Regions from separate parts of the Ovis aries genome. Here region 2 is linked to region 1. A link is a contact called in public Hi-C data. All regions are on one chromosome and are shown on one strand. Each heading gives the region's core, a stretch centred on a gene start, on an enhancer-like site or on the middle of the called end of the contact. The rest is flanking DNA. Distances are from core to core; before and after follow the strand shown.

Evidence for each region. Hi-C and Micro-C count contacts between places; a contact is called where the count stands out from the background.
Region 2: a Hi-C map of liver shows a contact between it and region 1, with 2.7 times the contacts expected there. The contact joins the promoter of CHTF8 here to the enhancer-like site in region 1. A contact is called at or near these places in 9 of 16 Hi-C or Micro-C datasets (blood, liver, muscle and 4 more).

The regions. Positions count from the first base shown.
Region 1 is chr14:35,716,244-35,722,638 of ARS-UI_Ramb_v3.0, reverse strand. The region is part of intron 7 of HAS3 (hyaluronan synthase 3); the gene reads right to left. Among named protein-coding and RNA genes, the nearest start is that of TRNAG-CCC, 28 kb to the right of the region's middle. Within about 2 kb of position 3,053, at least 3 of the 54 cell types and tissues checked have an H3K27ac peak or open chromatin away from gene starts, as enhancers often do. A contact at or near this core is called in liver, where this site is marked.
Region 2 is chr14:35,902,658-35,909,052 of ARS-UI_Ramb_v3.0, reverse strand. CHTF8 (chromosome transmission fidelity factor 8) reads left to right here and starts at 3,129. Exons shown (of 4, transcript XM_015100514.3): 1 at 3,129-3,229. It overlaps UTP4 (UTP4 small subunit processome component), which reads right to left and starts at 3,100. Exons shown (of 18, transcript XM_042231846.2): 1 at 3,027-3,100; 2 at 1,249-1,355.

The DNA of each region.
Region 1 (6,395 bases), core at 1,804-4,303:
GTCAGGCTCCTCTGTCCATGGGATTCTCTAGGCAAGAATACTGGAGTGGACTTCCATTCCCTTCTCCAGAGGATCTTCCTGACCCAGGGATCAAAGACAGGTCTCCTGCATTGCAGGCAGATTCAGAAAAATAAAGAGGTTGGTTTAATCACGCTTTAAAACTCTTTCCTATCTTATCCAGCATTCTCTGACTGGACTGCAAGTATGCTCATGGTGGTCTATACTTTTCTGGTACCTCAGCCATTGAGCAGTAAGACTAGCTGAAAAAAATGAACCACTCCTTCCTACCCCCCAATATTTGAAACACTGACTCTTCAACTTGACTAAGATACAATAAATTTCTAACCTTTCCTCACATGCTCTCTGTTCCATCAGTTCTGAAGTTAATACTCTAAAGATGAAATCCTGTTTAGCTGAAAGGTTTCCTCATACCTCAAGGGTACTTAAGGTATCTGTACAACTAGGGATGACCAGACAAAATACCAAGAGATGGGAAAGCTAAAGCAGGGATGGGAGAGACAGACTCTCAAAGTATCTTTTTAATTCTTTGGTATGAAAAAGCCTCTCTGAGAATAAGTGAAATGGTGCTTTGAAGACAAGTGGAATTTCTATAACAACTTTAGACTTTTTCAGTATAAATGCATAGGGCAAGACACAGGGGCAAAATAAGAGACCAGTATGTATCTAGTAAAACCAAAACAGCTCAGAAAAGATTAGACAAGGAGACAGATGGGTACCAATGACCCCACTGGCAGCCTCGGGATTTCCTCGTTCCTTTTTAGGGATTTCCACATCCATTTAGGAATGCATCTTGGCCTACTATTACAGATCCAGCCCTGGGAAGAGGCGTCTGTGGTTAAGCCTCACAATCCTTCATCTAAATCTAGAGGACTGCTGCTCTGACAAGTAAGAGAGGCATGTTTCTGGGCGCTCTTAACTATAAATCACACTCTACTGTAACTCTTTCTTTGCTTGATTGGGAGCTCCTTGAAGGTAGCAGCTGATTCTTTTGTTAAACACATCCTTTAGACACCCCTCCAGAGTAGCTGCAAAAGCGCCGGGAAGCACTGAAAGAGCATCTAGTAGTCCACCGGTTTAGACTCCGAGCTTCCAATGCAGGGGGTGTGAGTTCAATCCCTGGTTGGAGAACTAAGATCCTACATGTCTTATGGCCACACACACCCCCCAAAAAACATAAAACAGAAGCAATATTGTAACAAATTCAGTAAAAACTTTAATTGGGAAAAAAAAGGAAACATGCGTGTGAACTTTGTTTCAGCTACCTATATGGTTGCTCAAATCTATACAGTGGGTGAACACATTTAAACCTCTCCAGGTCCCAGCTTCCTCATGTATAATGTAGGCATTAAAGCTTTTAGCATAAGCACTGATTAAGATAATTCATGTTAAAATATTTTGTAAAATTTACAGCCACGTGCAAATGTTAAATTTAGTCCTAAATATTTTATTATTGTTGCTGCTACTGTAAATGGAACAGCTTTCTTAATTTACGGCCTTATCTTCTGCAGAGATGTACGTGTATGGAAATACAAATATGATGAGGCTATTCAGACTCAAGCTGCCTAAATCCTAACACTGAAATTCAGTACAGGCTGGAACTTGATTTTACCCCTGTTAAAGATTAAGCTAGTCAAATGCTGGCTTCTAAAATATCCCAGTAATCCTTTTGATTAGTAGTGTTCCAGAATTTCTAACGCACTTACTGAGTTTAATTAAGACTTGTAAGAAGCAGAAGAACCAAGCAAGTTACTTAATATAGTACTTTGCACTGTTCATGCTTTCAGAGCATAATGCATAAAACAGTCTTTTAAAAACAGAGTTTCCCTGAACCAAAAAGGAACTGATGTTTTTTGAGCACCTATTATAGAATATGAGCCTACCAAAAGTTACTTTATTCACCCAGTAGGCAACTCAAGTGTCAAATTTAAGTGACCTAACATCACCTAGACAGTCAACCCTGGAGTGAAATTCCAATCTTAAGTCCATTTGACTCAAAAAGCCAAGTGCTTTTCACTACATTATACCACAGAATCTGAACTGCAGCATTTAAAAAATTTACTGTTTGAATCTCCCACATCCTTGAAGGATTTTTTTTTTTTTTCCAGTTCTCTGCATGTTATTCAAGGTTACAGTTCAACAGGAGATGGAAACATCCAGAAAGAATGACTGCCTTTAGGGAGCGTCCACAGGTGAAAGGAGACTAATGTCTCACTGCAGAGCCTTTGGCACTTATTAAATTCGTACCTTGTGCAAATATTATCTTTCTAAACAAAGAAAGAGTAAGAGAGAAAGAGAGAAGGAAACATTGGTCCTGGGACCAGCTCTGCCACTCACTCATATGGTTTGGGACAAGTCACTTCACAATCTTTTGGATTTTGTTACCTTTACTGTAAAAGGAGGGATTAATTTGTCAAAACCCAAAGAATGTACCACATCAAAGGTGAACCTTAATGTAAACTATGGACTTAGGGTGATATTGACATGTCAATGTCAGTTCATCCACCATGACAAATACACCATCCGGTGTAGGATGTTGACAGTGGGGGCAGCTTTGCACATGTAGGGGCAGGGGATACATGGGAACTCTATACTTTTCACTCAATCTTTCTGTGAACCTAAAACTGCTCTACAACATAAAATCTATTCAGAAAAAAAAAGGATTACACTAAATAATTTCTAAAATTCCTTCCAGCTCTAAGATTTCAATATTTTAATGTACTCCACACAAATCATTAAAAATTCAGAAGGCGGAATAAACTGGTCAATCTTTCATTAGAAATTCATTAAGATTAGATGCAGGGGTGGGGTGGGACAAAGACTTGGATAATTAAAGTCATGATTTCCTAAACCTGGAAACAGAGAGATAAAATGGAAATAAGAATGTAGAAAATAAACTAGGTCGTTTCTAGCCTTTCCAATCCTAAAACTTATTCTGCCATTAGGGAGTCTTGGGCAAGCACAGTGAGGAATACAGACAGGCAACATCCCTCCACCTCCAGTATTGGATGCTGGCCAGTTCTCTTAAAAGCAAGAAATGTGCTAATCAGAAAGAACTGGAATTCTTTTTTTGGCTGGGCCACACAGCATGTGAGATCTTAGTTTCCCTATCAGGTATCAAACCAGGCCCCCTGCATTGGGAGTGAAGAGTTTTAACCACTGGAATGCCAGGGAGTTCCCAGAACTGGAATTCTTCTATCCTGTCCTACCCAGAACCAATCTCCATGCCATCTGGGCCTCTCTTCACCTCTGTAGGTAAAGAAAAATACATGAATCCCTTTCATACTAGGGAGGACAAAAGAATATAAACATTCTAGAGATCAGGCTCCAGACACTCAGAGGCAGAAGACAGAAAGGAATGCCACTGAACTAAAAGCTATTTGAGAGGCATATACCTTTTTCAGCTTAATTTTACCAGAAATAAAGCACACACATAGCAATGATGACAGTTACTTATGCAGACTAAGTACAAGTGGCTACGCCAAGTGTTCACTTCACTCGACCAGCGCCTGTACATACACTACCTGTTCTGCTAAGAACATTCCACCGGGCCCACAAGGATCACCCGGCCCCAGCCCGCGCCGCATGTGAAGGATGCAAGCATAAGAAGGCCTTCCCTTGTCACTGCTCCTGCCATAAGATTTTCATTCAGAGAGCTGGTAGCTGATTCCTCTAAATACCAAAACGTATTTATATTCTAACAATTCTGGAAGGAATTATACCTAAGATGAATTGTGTGTAACCTTTGCCTTCTTAAACAAAGTGCACAGAACACAAAATACTTTGTTTTTCAACTGATAATATACTCTTTGGGGGTATATTTTTATGTCTCCTTTCTTGATCTTCTATGCTCTTGTCACTGTGCCTTAGTCAGTCTAACTTCTGTTACTTCTAATTCTGCTGTGGTCTTTAAAAGATAACCAGTCTGATCAGGACTGCGTATAAAGCAGAGATGAAACTGGCTCTGAGGACTAAGGGACTTTGAGCAAGACTAAGAGGGCAGCCAGTTGGACATCTGTCGTAACACAGCTGACATGGGATGTTAAATTGGAAATGTCAAGTAAAGCAACAAGATAAAATGCACTTAAAACTCCAAAGTAAGACACCAGACTTTGATGCGATCAAGACCATAAAAACTCCTCATTCGGAAAGAGGGAAGGAAAGATCAAAGGTGCGGATACCGAGAAGTGACTTATGAGGAGGATTTCTTCAGAAAAAGCTGCTGGTGAGAGTGAGTCCCACTCCACAATCCACCAATAACAAAAAGATAATAACCCAATATAAAAACAGGCAAAGGCTCTTAATAGAAATTTCTCCAAGGAAAACATGCAAATGGCCAGTAAGACAGACAGGCTGTTCAACATCATTAGCCACGTTGTTATTTAGTTGCTAAGTCGAGTCTGACTCTTTTTGTGACCCCATGGACTATAACCTTCCAGGCTCCTCTGTCCACAGGATCTCCCAGGCAATACTGGAATGGGAAGCCATTTCTTTCTCCAGGGGATCTTTCCAACCCAGGGACTGAACTTGTGTCTCCTACACTGCAGGCAGATTCTTTATCATTGAGCCACCAGGGAAGTATGTATGCCTCATTAGCCATGAGGGAAACATAAATCAAAGCCAAATAAATATTTTTTTAAAAAACCATCAAACACTGAAGAGTCAACTACAAAAGACCACATATTATATAATTTCATTTACATAAAATATCCAGAATAGGCAAATCTATAGAAATAGAAAGTAGATAGGTGATCGCCTAGGGTTAGGGGCAAAGCAAGGAGAATGGGAGATAGCAGCTAATAGATTTCTTTAGAGGCATAAAAATATTGTAAACTTAGATTGTGGTAATGGCTGCACAACACTGTGAATATACCAAAAAAACTGAATCAAGCATGTAAATGGGTAAATTGTGTGGTATGTGAGTGCCATCTCAATTAGTCTGTTAAAAAGACACAAAAAGAAAGAGAGCAAACACCAGAGCTGGAAACGTTCCCAAATGCCTCTCTAAAATTAAAACACCCTCTTGTACCCTCTCTTGTTTCCGAGTGAGTTGCTGGATCAATTCAACCACCCCAGATGTTTTCCTTATTTCCTGCCTTTGAGCGGTACTCTATAATTTAGTATTAGCAGAAAGTTAATAAAGACAACATACTCTTTGTTGCTCAATTTTACACCATGTTTACCATTTTCCTCCAACATACACATTTCCTCTGTTTTCCCTCTGCAGCTGAGCTGCCAAAACCTTGTAGAGGGAATAATTACCCTTCTGTACCCCTTCCTGCTTTCAAGACGGTCCCAGTCCTTATGCATAATCAAGTGTCCACAGCAAACTAATGTTTTGCCTGTCTCTTCAGGAAGTTTTTACTTCACTCAGCTGTTCATTATGAGGGGATTTTCCCCCTTCACGGGGGGCAAGAATAGGAGAAATGGACAGGACTCACTATTTCTCCATCTCTTTGATTTTTAGAGGCTAATTCACTTGCCAGAAAGAAGCTGTCTTGCTTTTTCTTCTAAAAGCAATTTATTGACTTTCACTGAACACTACGAGGAGTTTGTACCAAAGTTTAGTCAAAATTAGTCCTATCCCTACCAGCACTTTTAAGTCTTTCTAACATTCCACACCTGACTATTTTATTATTTTTCATCATAGTATTTCTTAGCTGGAATATGACTGAAGATAATCTTTCTAAAAGTTATTTGGGCCTTATTCTCTAATTCAGAACTTTTGCTTTCTAGACTGTTCTGTATAATTTCTTATCTTCATGTTATCTGAAAAGTACTTGCCTACTAACAGGAAGAACAGGATATAAGAACTTCCTTTTCATAAGTCTCTAAATGAGGCATTAAATAAAAGCAAACAGTATTATAGCCACTAAATCATCATGTCTTATTTTATCCATGAACAATTTAATTCTCTACTTGTGTGCCAGGTCAATGTTATGAAGGTTATACTCAATTTTTTTCAACAGCAAAATTTAATAAAAGGTTAGTGAACATTAAACTTTAGGAAAAAGTGACTGTTACAGAGAATGAATTTTGAATTTTTAAGCAGCATGCATTTATATCCACCAATTTATTAGTATCATACATAAAGCGTAAACCTAACCAAACCAAAAGCAAATGCCTTCTCTTTGGTTTTTTTTCGGCCGTGCCACGTGGCATTTGGGATCATAGCTCCCCGACCAGGGATTGAACCTGAGCCCCCTACATTGGAAGTGCAGAGTTTTAACCACTGGACCACCAGAGAAGTCCACATCTGCCTTATCTGAAAGAACATGACCTAATATTAACTTTATACCCTTATACACTGCTGGGAGCAAGGTAAAATGGTACAGACACTTTGGAAAATGATCTGACAGTACCTCAAATGATTAAAA
Region 2 (6,395 bases), core at 1,880-4,379, 190 kb before region 1:
GAAAATAAGATGTACTAGGTAAAGACCCGTTGAACATGTATTAACTCAGTGATGCCTTTGTATTAAGCACTTGCTAAATGCTGGGAATACAGCCATATCACTGACAAGATCCCTTTTTCATAAAATTGGAAGTTCAGGAGGGAAGAAGACATTAAACAAATATATAAACAATTATATAGTTGCAACAATAATAACAAGAAAAATCACAGGATACAACAAGCGCGCATCACAGCATGTTTTTCATGCTATAGAATGGGACTCATTTTTGGTGACCAGTGATTTCTTAACTCTTGTTATTGCTTCAGGGGTCAGCTCAGGTAAGTCATCCCTTTCCAGGAATCCTAAACCCACCTCATCAGAGCAAGGCACCTCTCTACTAAGATTCTATGCCCATGCTTAGGTCTATCATAAAACTGACCACACTATTTCAAACCGTATACTCATCTTTCCCCCACTGGATTTTGAGCTCCTTTGAAGGTAGGGCCTCTGACATTCATCTTAATGCCTAATGCTTGCAGTCATTTAGAAATAGTTACAGAGTACCTAAATTCCAAGTACTACGCTGCAAGACACTGCATTCATTTTTCCTTCTATTCATCTGTATCATGGTGTTGAGGGCATGCAAGGCACTCAGTAAATGTGAACTGAATTATTTTGCTGCATCTGAAATCTGTAATCAGAGACTTTGAAAAATAGGCTGCTGTAATAGCCCTGTGCATATACCCAAATGATATTTTACCTAATTTAAAATCGTCTTTAGTTCCAAACATTAGGTATATAAATCTACCTTCTCTCAAATAGATAATTTAGGAATTCATCTTCTTGCTATCACATCACCAAAAAGTTTGATATTAAAACATCTCATCATTTTTTTCTGAATTAACAGTGAAATAGGTAATAACACAGCAGGAAAAGCCACTTTACTAAAGTTACAATGGTGCAGAGACTGATAGGAAGCAATGATCTTGACAACAGATCTAGTAAACATCAGTTTCCAAATGGCAGTAAGCACCACAATTCCTAGGTAGGCTCTTTCTAACCAACATTACATAGACTGAAGCTCTAAGTTTATCAGTCAGACAAGAGAGTGTATATTTGTTCTTTGTTTCTAAACAACAGAGAGAGTAGGGGAGAGTCATTTTCTTCTGATCTCCTTGAATACAAAAAAGACAGAAGATTTTGCAGAATTAAACTTAAGAAAAAAAAATTAACATCACCACCACCAAATCCGGCTCCCAAATGACTTACTTTCTCCTGAAAGTAGTTTGCTGACAAATTATAAATTTCCACAGTGCCATCTGTTCGTGAAACAGCCAATCTGTTTGACTGGTTATTGTAAGCCACACAGCGGATCCCTGATGGAACATAATTAAAGAAACGCACTCGATGGACATTAAATTCACCCATTCCTAGGAGGGGAGAAAAGAATCATTGTTAAACAGCAGTATATCACATCTCCTGTCTTTTATTACCACTCTTCTGGACTTCCCTCCTGGCTCAGATGGTAAAGAATCAGCCTGCAATGAGGGAGACCTGGGTTCCATCTCTGAGTTGGGAATATCCCCTGGAGGAGGGCATGGCAACCCACTCCAGTATTCTTGCCTGGAAAAGCCCCATGGACAGAGGCCCCTGGCCGGCTACAGTCCATAGGGTGGAAAAGAGTCGGCCACGACTGATTGACTAAGCGCAGCACAGTACCACGGTTCTATGTGGCAGACTCCAAATGTATCTCACTGAGGTTCATTTCTATTTTTCCCCATTTTTGGGGGGTGGGGAGAAGGCCAGGCAGGAACTGGGGGTGGGGAGGATATGGGGTCTTAGTTCCCCTGCCTCCGTCACTAGAAGCTCCCAGTCTTAATCCCTGGACCGCCTGGGAAGTCTGACTGAGGTTCATTTTAAAATATTCAACTAAAGATGCTTTAATGGTCCACACAGAATCTATCAAATAGTCTCCAGAAGCTCAGGATTCTTCCACAAAAAAAAATTCAAAAAGCAACACATAGAGCATCACCCAGCCTCCTAGCAATCCCGCAAACTGCCCAAAGGAAGTGCTCCAGGAAGAGAGGTGAGAATCTAAAACTTGATCTTAGAGCAAAAGACTGAACATAACCTCATTTTTTTACTGGGAGTGCGCGCTTGAATGGAGCCACAAGGAGCTGACCAAATGTATTCGAAAAGAAAGTGAAGTCGCTCAGTCGTGTCCAACTCTTTGCGACCCCATGGACTGTATGTAGCCTACCAGGTTCCTCCACCCATGGGATTTTCCAGGCAAGAATACTAGAGTGGGTTGCCACTTCCTTCTCCAGGAATTGTATTCGAGGCAGAACTAAAGTCTCCTTCGTATTTGGTGCGTGAGGTTTCTGGGGTTGGGGGTGGTTAAGAAGAGGATCAATACCTCGATCATTCTAAGAAAGCAAGAAATGTTGACAGTCTAAAGGAGTCTCTCAAAGTCAGGTCCGCAGAACTCCTAAACCAAAACGATCTCTAACAAGGCAGGATTCCGGGTACTAATCCATAGCTCTAGAATTCCAGTCTTTGGGGGTGGGAGGAGGTCAAGGAACCTGCATTTTGGCAAACATCTCCATCTCCACTGCATGCTAAGTCTGCAAATCACAGACTCAACTACGGTGGTGACGGTGGAGCTGATGGGCAGGAAAAACCAAGAGCTTCTTAGCGGGATGAAGCGACAGGACTGATCTGGCATCTGTCAATTACTTTCTCTATCCCCAGCTCCGCCGCCGCCAACAGACGCACTCGAGTCAGGTTCGCCCCTTTACTCATCTCCCTTCAAGGTGAAGAATCTGCCAGGAGAGAAGGCGCGTTCGGCCCAGCTAGGCTATGCGTGCTTCCGAGGCGCGCGAGGGCTCCGCCGCCCATTCCCTCTCCGGGGATGTCTGGAGTAGCCCCCACCCGGCCTCGGCAGAGGGGAATCGGCGAGTTTCCCGGGGGGCCGACCTAGAGCAAGCCGCACTCGCTAGATACAACCCCATTCCATCCCCACTACCTACGCCCCTTCCCCAACTCACCGGTGGAAGGGCTCGCCACTTAGGGAGCTCGCCTCTCTCCGCCCCGGCCCCACGTGCGCGCGCCCGCGTGTTCTGCCCCGGAAGTGCTCGCGGCGCAAGGCCGGAAGTGCGCAGGCAGTGCTCGCGGCGGCGGCGACGGCGGCGGGAGGTTCGGTTGTCGCCCGTTGGCCGCGCGGCGCCGCGATCGGCGGCCGCCATTGCAGGTCAGGCCGCGGGCAGGGAGCGCGGGAGGCCGCGGGGAGCGAGGGCTGAGCCGGGGATGGGGGGGCGAGGGTGCGAGGGAGCGGGAAGCTAGGAAGCTGGGGCCGGGCGGGGCGCGCGGCTCGAGGAGAAGAATGGCGAGCTGAGGGGCGGGGAGCAGCGGGCGGGGGAGGGGAGGCCGGGAAGGGGGAGGGGAGCGGGGAGGGCCGCGCAGAGGTGGGGGCGACCCAGAGGCGCCCTCGGGGTAGGAGAGCCGGGAATTGCGGAGAAGGGAGCGGTGCGGAGTCGGAAGGCGGAGGGAAGGGAGCGAGCTGGGCGGAGCGGGAGAAGGGCGGAAAGAGTGGCCGAGCGCGGGCGGAGGACGGAGAAGGGGGCAGCGCGGGCCGGAATCTCGAGGTATGTGCGGGAAGGGGCTTTTCCCTGGGTGGGGAGGGAACCCAGCACGCGATGCTTGCGAGAGTGGGGGAGACCTGGAACCCAGGAAGTAGCGGGAACATCAGAAAGGGTCTAAGCGGGGGGTAGGACCGTGAGTTCTTTGGAGGGGACATTTTTAAATCTTGGGGGGAAGAGGCTATTGGGAGCGGTAGATGGGAGGGTGACTGGAAGGAAGAGACTGTCTGGAGAGTGATCCAGCTGCTTTTGTGGGTGGAGTGAGAGGCCGGAGAAGAGTGGGGTGGAGTCGGGTCCTGGAGGAGCGAAGTACTTAAGAATTGGGGGACATAGGGAATGATTTGGAAGATGAGGGTGGTAGAGGAATAACGTTTAGAGCGATCTTTAGGAGGGTGAACGGTTTGGAAAGACCATTCTGGGGTTGGAGGGTGGAGTTTAAAATATAGTTTCCTTGGGAGGTAGGAGAAAGTCTTGGTAAGAGGTCCTAGAGAAAGTCGGGGGGGTCATGGGGTGGGGGTGGGGAAGAGAGGGGAAGCGGACGGAGAAGTCCCAGAAAGTGGGAGGGGCTAGAAATAGGAAGTGCTTGTAGCTCAATTTCCAGGGAGAGGAGGAGGGGGTCAGGGGAGATGGTGAAGATGGGGCTCGTGGGAGGGAAATCCAGTATAGAGGGAGACCTCAAGCAGAGCTAGACAAGAAGGGACTTTGGGCAACGGAGGGGCTCAGGGCAGTAAAAGGAGGAAGGGTAGATGGGGCCGCAGAGTAGCAGAAGATGGAGAAAACTGGAGTAACTCAGAACGACTGAAGCCATCTTTTCTACCTATTGTCTGCGAATACCAGTAATTGATTCCCTCCATCATGGGAATCTTAAAACATGATGGGAAAGTCCCACATGTATGCATAGTGTCCACACACGTTTTTGAACACACTGTTCACTAATGAAAAGTTCGGAAGCATTCAGTTCCACCTACCCTCCATGGCCCCTTGTCGGAGGAGAGCAGGCTTTTCATTTAGAAACTGGATTTTATCACTTAATAAGTCTGTCAAGAGACAAGGTCTTCCCTTGAAACTTAGATTATCCCCATCAGTCACAAAACCACAGTAACACTGCTAATAAAAGTAATCTGTATCCAGTTGTATGTAAAAGTTCATGAATTGTTCTTTTGCTGGAAAGGCACACAGAGAAATAGCTACCATGCTTAGAGAAGAAAACCTTCCAGAACTTAATCCCTGAAGCAGCTTGGTAAACCCTGCCTGCCATGTTTGAATTGTTCTCCCATCAATAAAGTAAACTTGACTTTATTCTTACAACATGCTGCTTTTATAAGATGTTTTAGTCCACTATAAAGATTAATAATTAAACAGTGTAAAGTCATTCTATTGGACATATACTAAGAAAATGCCATGTTCCTCCAGGTAATCAATAGCTTGACCCTAAGTTTTACCATATGTTAGGCACATGCTAAGGACTTTACATTCATAACTTCATTTAATAAAACAACCTTTTTGAGATAGGTTCTTTTTATGTTCAGTTTATTGGTGGAGAAACTGTGACATAAGATTACATTACCTCCATCATACATAGGCTAGAAAGATGGTAGACTCAGAAGGCAGTTCTGACAATGAATTCTCACTAAATCCCTGAACACAGAAGAGTCCTTGGGACTGAATAAGGACTCAGTAAATGCTAATTGTTGGCCCAGCAATTTGCAAATATAAATTTGTAAGGGCCTAATGAAAACAATTTTAAAAAGACTTTAGCTCTAATAAAATTTAATTCTGTGTAGTTGGGTTAAACCATTGAGTCAGAGCCCATTGTTTCCATAAAAGCTGCATGTTCTGTTTAATACTGTACATACCACACTTTCTGCTATATCTTATTTTGGGAGCTGTTACCATTATTAAGGATCCTTGCTCATTGCTATTCTCTGTTAAGCGCTTAGTAATATTAACAATTCAGAAACCGATGGATAAAAAATTTTGTAGATTAGATGAATCAGTGAGAAAGAATGCTCTGTTCTTTTGACTGACTGTCTAACAAGGAAACGGGTTTGGGCTATAATTTTGAATCCTGGAGCTGACCTTGAGTACATCTCTAGGGATTTTAGAAACTTAAGCCTCATCAATTGAATATGATGAAAAGCAGGCTTACTTGATTTCAGCTGCCTACACCACAGATGTCATAGTGGCAGTGTGTAAGATTTTCCTCATAGGTGGTTTATTTGCCATCCTGTGGTAGATGCTGTGAGAAAGGCAGTGTTTATAAAGCAAGTTCCTCTATAGACATGAGGCATGGTGGGTGGCGGGGGTGCTATGTGAGAGGACCGCAGGAAAGGATGGATTGTGGGGGAGTTACAGTCAGGTCATATTCCGAAGCAGCCACTCTCAGGTGTTAGACCAGTTACTTAACCTTTAGCTTCTCTACGCTTGTTTCCTCACTGTAAAAAGGCAGTGACAGACAGTGCCTTGTTTGCAGGATGAAAAAAAATCCAGGGAAATGTTCAGAGAGGTTTAGCTATGTAAGAAATGAAGCTTTCTGTATTAAAAATATAATGCCTTGCCTGAACTTTTCTTCCTAATTAAGAAACTGGTGGCACTTCGATTTTTCAGGTTTTTAATAACTTTAATAGTAACTGACTTCAAAATGACAGTTAAGATATATCCCAGATTTGGTCTGATTTCAGACAAACCTTTTGAGTTTTGATTAGGGCTCCCATTGTGAGTATGCATTTGTTTTGAGAAGAAGGGATTCCTTTGCTACTCTGTAGTTTGTTCAGGCCT